2 separate regions of the Xenopus laevis genome follow, and region 2 is linked to region 1. The links are chromatin contacts, called in public Hi-C maps. All regions are on one chromosome and are shown on one strand. The core of a region is the stretch at or near the end of the contact, and the rest is flanking DNA. Distances in the headings are between cores, read along the strand shown. Region 1 has its middle 29 kb from the start of LOC108719340. Region 2 has its middle 13 kb from the start of fbxo43.L.

What was found. Hi-C and Micro-C count contacts between places; a contact is called where the count stands out from the background.
Region 2: a contact with region 1 is called in a Hi-C map of the XL177 cell line, with 2.0 times the contacts expected there. The contact joins two enhancer-like sites. A contact is called at or near these places in 2 of 4 Hi-C or Micro-C datasets (the XL177 cell line and the XTC cell line).

What each region holds. Positions count from the first base shown.
Region 1 is chr6L:138,063,489-138,068,452 of Xenopus_laevis_v10.1, forward strand. No RefSeq gene overlaps it. Among protein-coding and RNA genes, the nearest start is that of LOC108719340, 29 kb to the right of the region's middle. Within about 2 kb of position 2,278, at least 1 of the 7 cell types and tissues checked has an H3K27ac peak or open chromatin away from gene starts, as enhancers often do.
Region 2 is chr6L:138,122,363-138,127,484 of Xenopus_laevis_v10.1, forward strand. No RefSeq gene overlaps it. Among protein-coding and RNA genes, the nearest start is that of fbxo43.L, 13 kb to the right of the region's middle. Within about 2 kb of position 1,404, at least 2 of the 7 cell types and tissues checked have an H3K27ac peak or open chromatin away from gene starts, as enhancers often do.

The DNA of each region.
Region 1 (4,964 bases), core at 1,028-3,527:
TACCCTTATTTATCAATATATTTTTCCAAATATTTTCTGTGTGGGGGAAAAAACTGGAAAAAAATGTGAAAAATCGAATCTTATGAATTTTTCAGACTTTCGTCTGAAAACCACGAAATCTTTGGATTATTTCACGAAACCCAGCACAGATCAGGATATCTTCGGAACTTCTCCCATTGACTTCTACATGAACTCTGCAGTAGTGATGTGCGGGTCAAGGTTTCCCAACCTGCACATCACCCGACCCTAACCCGCCCTGCTACAACCCGCGCCCGCACCCGCACTTCCGAGGTCCTTTTATAGACCCGAGTCGACCCACCCTGCCGATGGCGTCACAATGACGTCACAAAAGGGGAGGGGCGAGCAGACTCGAGACTATATAACCGGAAGTCGGATGCAGGTATTTGAAAGTGGCGAGGAGCACTGCGAGGTCGACCCGCCGAGTAAACCCACGGGTATCGGGTCGTCCCACACATCACTACTCTGCAGGTCTGAGTTGGAGTGCTTTTTTATTTGGACTTTTGACATCCTCGGGGTTTAATAAATTCCAAAAAAATCAAGTTTTTTTCCACTAAAAATTTGTATTTTATATTCAAATTTTTCTAGTTTTTGGCATAAATAAATAAATTATTGTTATTGCTCTTTTTATTACTCATCTTTCTATTCAGGCCTCTCCTCTTCATATTCCAGTCTCTTATTCAAAGCAATGCCTGGTTGCTAGGGTCATTTGATTAAAATAACTTAAAAACCACAAATAATTAAAAAATTAAAACCAATTGCATATTGTCTTAGAATATTACTCTCTACATTATAATAAAAGTTAATTTAGATATGACAGAGCTTCCGCTTTGGCTACTAGTGTTAGCTCTATGCAATTAGTACCTGTTTAATTTTTTCTTTATAGAAGCACACTTATTCACTACATATTCACTATACTACAAGTAAATGATAGTAAGTTATAGAGTGGCCAATTCTAAGCAACATTCCAATTGGTCTTCATTATTTATAGTTTTTTAATTTAATTTACTTTTTTTAATTATTGTTTTATTTGCCTTCTTCTTCTGACCCTTTCCATTTGAAATGGGGGTCACTGACCCCATCTACAAAAACAAATGCTCTTTATTATTTATTGCTCCTTTCTATTAAGGCCCTCTCCAATTCATATTCCAGTTTCTTGTCCAGATTGGTGCATGGTTGCTAGGGTAATTTGGACCCCAGCAACCTGGCTGCTAAAACTGCAATCTGAAGAGCTGCTGAATAAAAAGCTAAATAATTCAAAAACCACATATAAGAAAAAATAAAGCCAATTGTCTCAAAATATCACTCTCTACATCATACTAAAAGTTAACTCAAAGGTGAACACCCCTGTTAACTGCAGCACCTTGGTGTATAAAGTAAAGATGGCCCAACCTGTGACAGCAAACTAGTTGAGCATTCTTGTCTTTGCTGCTGATCCAAACTGGGTTGCTTGCCAAAAGGTGCACATAAGCCCAGCACAGAACACTTTGGGAAACACTAGGCCTTATAGCTTATAGCAGCAAAGCTATGCCACGTCACAAGCCCCTTATAGCAGGGATTTACCTCTTAGCCTCTTAGCAGGGGCACACGTGCATGAGATATACTTACTACCTTAACTGACACTAATAGTTTGATACTGGAGCTTTAAAAGCAGCTCTTTTATTTCTGTCTCAGAGCTTCACAGAACTCCAGCCTCCCACTGTTTTCTCAGAACAATATGGACCCTGTACAGGCACAAGCAATACTGGCCAGCTGTTTAGAGTTAGCCCCTTGTCTCAGCAATTGGATATGCATACCGTACCGACACATAGGCCTTGCTGCTACTGAGGGGCCTTTGTGCAATTCTAATTTGAAGTGAGGCTTGTTCCAGCATCTTTCTTGAACAGCTACATACAAAGGTGCTTTGGCTGATCCCAGAACAAATATTTTGACTGGCTGTGTGCTTCTTTAAAATAAAGTAGCTCTGTTTTAAAAAATGACCAAATTACACTTAAAACTATTTCCATTGTAGAACAATGCTGCTTTCCTTGATTCCCTATAAAGCAAGGATTCTTAACCATAAGGCTCTACCAGGGCCTTATGGTGGGCAGAGGAGGCACGTGCCTTGGGTGCCAGGCACATACCTCATAAGCAGCCTACACCTGAAAAAGGTTAAGTGCCAGGTACCACAACCTGACGTCAAAGCAGTTGATTCAGGACTCTCCATGCTTGTTTGTGCACAGCTGCGCGGGGGGCAAGGCGTGACATGGCCGGCCAGGTTGACTGGGTGTCACGAACGGCACCCTAAATCCAGAACCCAAGCTAAGCTCCCTGGTCTTGGCTCTCACTACTGCCTTCACCTCGGGAGGAGTCCCCGGCTAATTGGATGCTGCCAGGTCTTATTTGAGAGAGGAGCAAAGCTAATGGTTGTGGACGAGCAAAGGGGCACGATCATCTCACCAGGATACTGGAAGGAAGAACACCACTTAGCAACAGGCAGGCCGGGTCAGCACAAGCAGAGAATAGTCAGACAGGCCGGAATCAGGATTGCAGAGTGAAGGATAGTCAGTGGACAGGCAAAGGTCGGATTGGAGAGGTCAGAGCAGTTACAGGGCAGCAAGGGTCAAAACCAGAAATAACAGGCAGGATACACAGGACAAGGCACCTAGGAACAAGCTAATTTGAACCTAACAACGGGCAATGTGTTTAGCTACAAGGCCCCTTTAAATAGTTTGAATTTCGCACCGTTGCGCGAGGACGTCATCACGCCGGCCCATAAACCCGGAAGATTAGACTGAATAGTGAAACGACTCCGAATCCTAATTTCATATGCAAATTACAGACGGGAAGGGAAAAAGTGGAAAAAACATTCTTTACTTCCTTGTTTAGGGACAAAAAGGTTATATGATTTCCCCTCCCTTCTCTAATTTGCACACAGGGCCAGATTTACATAGCGGCGCCCCAAGGTCCGCTGCCATTCATCACCCCTGTCCCCTCCCCTTCATTTGTGCACATGAGAAAATTTTCATCAATGGGTCCAGAGAACTGGGGGTTGGTGCACAGGAAATTTTCTTTGAATCCCCAGGGCTTCAGAAGCAATGCAGGTGTGGTTGGATAGCATGCTGTCCCCCTAAAATTCTACCGATTTAGGCATGGGTCTTTGTGGCCATTCCTCAAATCTGGGCCTGTTTGCACATGCAAATTAGGATTCGGATTCAGTTTGGCTGAACACAAGGATTTGGCTGAATCCAAATCCTGCTGAAAAAAGGACAAATCCTGGCCAAATCCCAAACTGAATCCTGGATTCCGCGCATCCCTAATATTATCTGACACTTTTAAATAAGTAGAATGATTATTCAGGAATTATCTTGAAGAAAACTTTATGTCCTGCAATAAATGATCTCCTATACAGGAATGATACACAGGCATGACCCAATGGATACTGAGATAGAGGAATAGAATAACAGAGGGCCTGAAGGAGGTCTTTGCTGATCCATTCTTTCAATATAAACGTGTGAAACAGATCTCCAATTTCGCTGGTGGGGCAGAGGAATTTCTAGTTCTGCTGCTGGGTCTCCGTTTGACACCCAACTCCCACTTCCTATTTGTCCTTCTCACATTAGACCATAGCTGCCTTTGTTACTTTGCTGCTGTTTGCTACATATATGCAGGCAGACAAATATACAGTATAACCAGAAGCCTTTCAGCAGCTAGCTCACAAACATTCCTATTCCATGATATAACAATCTCCCTTGACCCAATAAAACACTTGGACAGAAGGCTGCCATCTCACAAGCTCCGTCACCTTATTTCACCCTGACCAAGAGGATTGTCTTGCATTCATCAGTTGTATAGGGTTATTGACTCTAAGGATATTTTGTAAATACTGGGTGTGGAGGCTTCCTAATTTACAGTAGGTCAGGTTGTAATTTGTTTAGGGCATTAAATCTGGTGATTATATGGTAAAAGACCCAAGCTGTCTAATGTATTGCACAAAAAGATGCAAAAAAACAAATATATACCAGGAATAAAGGATAACTAATAGCAGGAGAGCTAGAATGCCATAATGCAGGTGCAGGCAGATTGTGGATACCTCTCCCACCCTCTATGCTACTTGTTTTGTGTTGGTGCAGCATTTCTCTGCTTTGTTTGGTATCTCTGTAGGGACAAAGATGAGTCCTCATTCCAACCCATGGTGTTGTGAAGCCTGCCTGATCACCATAGTCACCTTGGGAAGAAGACCATTTTGTCTTGACCCCAATGAGACATGCTGTACCTGATTACATTAAGAGATGTCTATGGAATCTGCAAAGCATGCCCATATCATATTTATTATGAATTGAGAAGTAGATTGCAATTGGCAACAGTAATGCCAGAAATTCTCCATGCCAAACCTTAACCCATAGTTGAAAGATTGCGATGTGGCTGATGGCGGAGCGCTTCCCTTGCACGCCAGCTCCTGCTAAGCCGCAGCTCTCGCGATAGTTCGGCTCCTTCTAGCCGGCTTCCAATGCACACTTCTGTTACCGTTTGCCGAGCGCTGTTCAAAGCAATCACGGAGTCTGGCAAATTAATATCATTGTAATGGCTTTATTGAGCGCATTAAAAACTGCTAAGGAGGGGGATCACATCTAACGCGTTTCGTGTCAGAGAACCTGACACTTCATCAGAGTAATTAGTGCATACCTGTGTAAGTGCTTAAATAGTGACACATATGCATATCATTAGTGTATTAAAGTGTATTAAAACCTTAACCCATGACTACTCAACCAGCATCGAATCAAACCCAACATTTGGCAGCACTATTTAAACCAAAGCCCAATCTGCACCCCTTCGATAAGTTCATGGTGGACAAATCCCTGGAGGGGGTGGGATATGTGAGGTGATGCCATCAGGGGCTGGCAAAGACTGGAAATATCACCAGAAGTTGCTTGCCAGTATGAACTGTTAGACCCACCTGTAGTGGC
Region 2 (5,122 bases), core at 154-2,653, 58 kb after region 1:
GTTTGCAGTTTCAGCGATCTGGTTGCTAAGGTCCAAATGACTCTAGCAACCATGCATTGATTTGAACAAGAGACTGGAATATGAATTGAAGAGGGCCTGAATAGAAAGATGAGTAATAAAAAGTAGCAATAAAAATGTGAAAAAATAATAAATTAAAAATACATGTGTAGCCTAAAGCTGGCCATTGGCGCAAAGATTTGATCGTACGAATATTCGATTCGTACGTTTTTTTGGACCGTGTGTGGAGTGTCCCAACATTTTAGAAAATTTCTGTCGGCTAACGATTATATCCCTGCATGTATTGCTGATCTGACATTATCAGTGGGAAACTGTTACCAGCTTTTGTCGGACATAACTTTCATATGATTGCAGGGGGCAGAACAGTTTGATCTGTTCTTTTACTATTTATTTGATCTGAATGGTTAGTGGCAGGTTGGAAGATGGCACCGAACGATCGTTCGTCCGATGTAAAGGTAAATCTGCACGTCTATGGCCACCTTTAGAGAGCATTTGGTACTTTCTAGATCTTTGAAGGTATGCATAGTATTGCCTGACTTTGGATCAGCACAACTTCTACGCATAGAAATAGAAATAATTCATAAACTATCAAAAAAAAAGGAAGACCAGTTGAAAAGTTGCTTAGAATTAGCCATTCTATAACATACTAAATGTTAACTTAAAGGTCAACCACCCCTTTAATTCATGTGATAACAGTTGGAGCTAAAAGATGCGGTAATAAGAAAATAAATCAGTGCAAGAAGAGGTCACTATCTAATTATCATCCAAACTGGAACAAAATGAGATTCTGTTTCTTTGCACATAAGTAGGTTTAAAGGGGAAGGAAACCTAGTCGGCGCAATCCCCCCACCCCCCCTCCCGTTTGTTGCCCACCCTCCCTCCTCCCCCCTGGCCTACCCGTCCCGCTGGGCAAATGCCCCTAACTTGTTACTTACCCTTCTGCGCAGGTCCAGTCCAGGGAGTTCACAGACGACATCTTCTTCCACGCGATCTTCTTCCTGCTTTGAACAGCGCATGCGCAGTAGGATCATTTTGCCGGTACGGATCTACTGCACATGCGCGTGACTTTTGGTGCATGCGCAGTAGATCCGTACCGGCGAAATTATCCTACTGTGCAACAAAAGGGAGGGGGGGTGGGGGGTTTGTGCCGACTAGGTTTCCTTCCCCTTTAAGACTGAAAGGGAATGTTATGAGCGTGTCCCTTCATTTTGCCTGAGTAGTTAAAATCTTGCAGCAATGCTGGCACAGGCCCAAGAGTGACAGAAAAAGTCCCATTAAAGCAAGTGAAAGAGGAGGATCTGCCCGGAAGAGCTGATGATTTACTGCTCCATCCAGTGAGCAGGACAAGATTTGCATAGTGGCCGCACGTGTATTATGAACTCGTGTTTTGAGCGGTAACAGGACCCCTGTGCCTGGGGAACTCAGAGCCCTCTAAACGCCTACTAATAAGCAAGACTATACCCTGCTACGTAACAGTACTATACATAGGTTTTTCTATATATCTTCATTTAACTATGTGTGGAAGCTTCATTACTGCCTACTTTACCTATGTAAAATCTGCTTTGACCAAATTATCATGAATATGTAAGCTTGGCTTTACAGAAGGACAGAAGGGCAAGTATAATGTATTTACAAGTTCAGAGTGCAAGGCTTGCTAGACAGCACAGACCTGACATTATCTATGATAAAAAAAAATGTTTATCATGGATAATGGACATGTCTAAGGGCTCGTACTCATGGGCATTTCCTGTGCTCTAATGAGGTTAGATTTCCTGCGTTACTTCCACCGCAGGGGAGTGTAGAACAAAACACAGGCAGTTCTTCCTTGTGGGTCTGTACTCATACAAGAGCATCCAAGCGCCAAACTCAGGGGAAAACGCCTGTGAATATGAGCCCTAAGTCTAAGGCCACACAGGTGCTGAGATCAGCCTTTCGAAATATGAAGGCCGAAAATCAGCCTACTGTCCTGCCTGCACCCTAGGGTTGCCACTTGCCTGGTTTTTGACTGGACAGCCTGGTTTTTTGAAGGGCCGCCCGGGTCAAAACTGCCTGCCCTGTTTTCCAAATTAGGAAAACCGGGCAGGATTGTGGTGACTGGACTATCGGTGGTCGCATGTCATAGCCCAACCCGTGATGTCATGGCCCCACCCCATAGTGTCACCATCCTGCCCCTGTCGATCACGGCCCAGCCCCCTGCCCGGATTCCACAGGGCAAAGAGGTGACAACCCTACTGCACCCAGAAGTGTTGTGTTGGCTCATGTGCAGGCATACTCGCCTGATTTCAGTGCAAGAATGAAAACTCTTGCGTTTCTTAGCCAACATCCAGGGGCGATCCACCAATGAGGCGAGCTGAGGCCTCAGACAGCAGGTTTCCAGGGGTGGCAAAAAGCCGCTCCTGGTGCCTTTAAGAGCCGAATTTACGTTTTTTTAAATCGGAAATTCGTCTTTACTAGGGCGAGAGAGCGCAATTGCGCTCTCTGCACTAGCATTGCTGCTTCCCCACCTGGAAATGTAATCGGGCTGGGGGAGGGGCGGCATTACTGGAGCCACCTCAGACTACAATTACCACAGGATCGGCGCTGCCAACATCAGCTGTGTGCCAAAACCTGAGCTGACACAACACTTCTGGTACGGCAGGAGAGGAGGCTAATACCTGCGTACAGTGTCGGACTAACCCATCTAGATACCAGGAAAACTCCCGGTGGGCCCAGGTGTTAGTGGACCATCATGCTGCTAAATATTTGGCCAATTTCATGGCATTCCCTGTTTCTAATAGAACAAAGAGGCTAAATAGATGGAATGATAGATTATAGTATGTAAAGAAAAGAGACTAGGAGAAAAGAGGTTGAGTATAGTACTGAGAGTGGGTCCCTGGTTTAAGGTTTTTTGGTGGGCCTCTGGTGTCGCAGTGACACCCCTCCCCCCCCATCTGAAAGCCAGAAAAGCAAAAGAATGCAATTAATTTTAAAAAATTATACAAAATAAAAATGAAGACCGATTGAAAAGTTGCTTAGAATAAGCCATTTTATAACATACTAAAAGTTAGTCGATTCAGTGGCTCCCTGCACAGAAGAGTGCGGATTCCAGAGTAGGGACTGATTCTCTACCTACATTTATCCATGGGCTGAGAATCAGCTCATTGTGGCCGCAGCCTAAAATCCAATAAACTGTGCAATATAAAAGTGAAAGGGAATCAACTGGAGCAAGAGTGTGCAACGTGTGTGACTGATTATCTGCAGCAGCGAGTTCCCAGAACTGACCCTTGGGTGTTGAATGCAGGTCTGAAAACAACTGAGGAATGTTTTTCCCTACAGGAGGGAAACAAGATGTTCCAGGTGATAGGGTGCAGGTAGCGATCAAACAACCCTTCTCTGATCTCAGTGCACGTGCTAGCTCAGGACTTCATACAAAAGCAGTGTATTTGGGACAAATGTGTTTTTTTTAAGTAGCATAAGCATATCATCTCTGCTACAGTTAGTGCTGAACACATGCATGCACATTTCTTAGATACTTTTGCAGAAGGTTAAATTAAATACTCTACCGTATAACTTTAAAGGGATACTGTCATGGGAAAAATATTTTTTTCAGTTAATAGTGCTGCTCCAGCAGAATTCTGCACTGAAATCCATTTCTCAAAAGAGCTAACATATTTTTTTATATTTAATTTTGAAATCTGACATGGGGCTAGACATACTGTCAGTTTCCCAGCTGCCCCCGGTCATGTGACGTTCAGCGCCAGCATGCGAGCACTGAAGCACTGGGGAGCACAGGCGGCTGGGCGGCATGCCGCCCCCAAAAATGTGTCGCCCTAGACCTGGGCCTATGTGGCCTCGCCACAATCCGGGCCTGGTGACGTGCTCTGATAAACTTCAGTCACTCTTTACTGCTGTACTGCAAGTTGGAGTGATATCACCCCCTCCCTTTCCCCCCAGCAGCCTAACAATAGAACAATGGGAAGGTAACCAGATAGCAGCTCCCTAACACAACATAACAGCTGCCTGGTAGATATAAGAACAACACTCAATAGTAAAATCCAGTCCCACTGCGACCCATTCAGTTACATTGAGTAGGAGAAACAACAGCCTGTCAGAAAGCAGTTCCATCCTAAAGTGCTGGCTCTTTCTGAAAGCACATGACCAGGCAAAATGGCAACAATATTACAACTAAAAAAAATATAGTTGCTGGTTTAGGAATTACATTTTCTATTGTAGAGTGAATTATTTGCTGTGTAAATAGTGTAATTTAGAAATAAAAAGGACATCATAAAAATCATAATAAAATAACTTTAATGCCCCAAGCTGGATGATGGGCAGATCAGAAGTCGTAACCAACCCACTAATGAGAAGAGTAACTTGTTCTTCTTTCCTCCATATTACTGACAATTGTCTTATAAAGGCTTCTGATGAAAATGACCCTACCGTGTGTTAATGTGACTGGGATCTTAGATTGTAAGCTGATTTGAATGATGTATAATGTGTGTAAAGCACTGAGGAATTTGTCAGTGCTGTATAAACACAATATTTCCATAGATAGATATTAAAACTATTAATATTGTTACTTAGCTGAACTGAAAACAAAAAGGTTTGGTTTTGTTTCAACCGGTAAATTTTATTATACTTGTTTTTCCGGTTTTATAACCCACCTTCAAGAGAAGCTGTTTAAATACTACTCTGGTGACATCTACTGGTAACATTGTGCCCAGCAAGTGACTAGTGCAAGCAGTATTCCTCATCAAAAGTTTCAAACTCATTAGTAGTGTTAAAAAACGACTTATTTTAAAGGGGTGGTTCAACTTTAAGTTAACATTTAGTATGTTATGAAATGGCTAATTCTAAGTAACTGTTCAATTGGCCTTAATTTTTTATGGTTTTGAATTATTTGCCTTCTTCTTCCAACTCTTTCCAGCTTTCAAATGGGGGTCAGTGACCCCGTCAAGACAAAAATGCTCCATAAGGCTACAAATTTATTGTTATTGCATCTTTTTATTACTCATCTTTCTATTCAAGCCTTCTCCTATTTATCTAAAAACCCAAATGCTCTGTGAGGCTATAAATCTACTGTTATTGCTGCTTTTTATTACTCATGTTTTACTCAGGTCCTCCC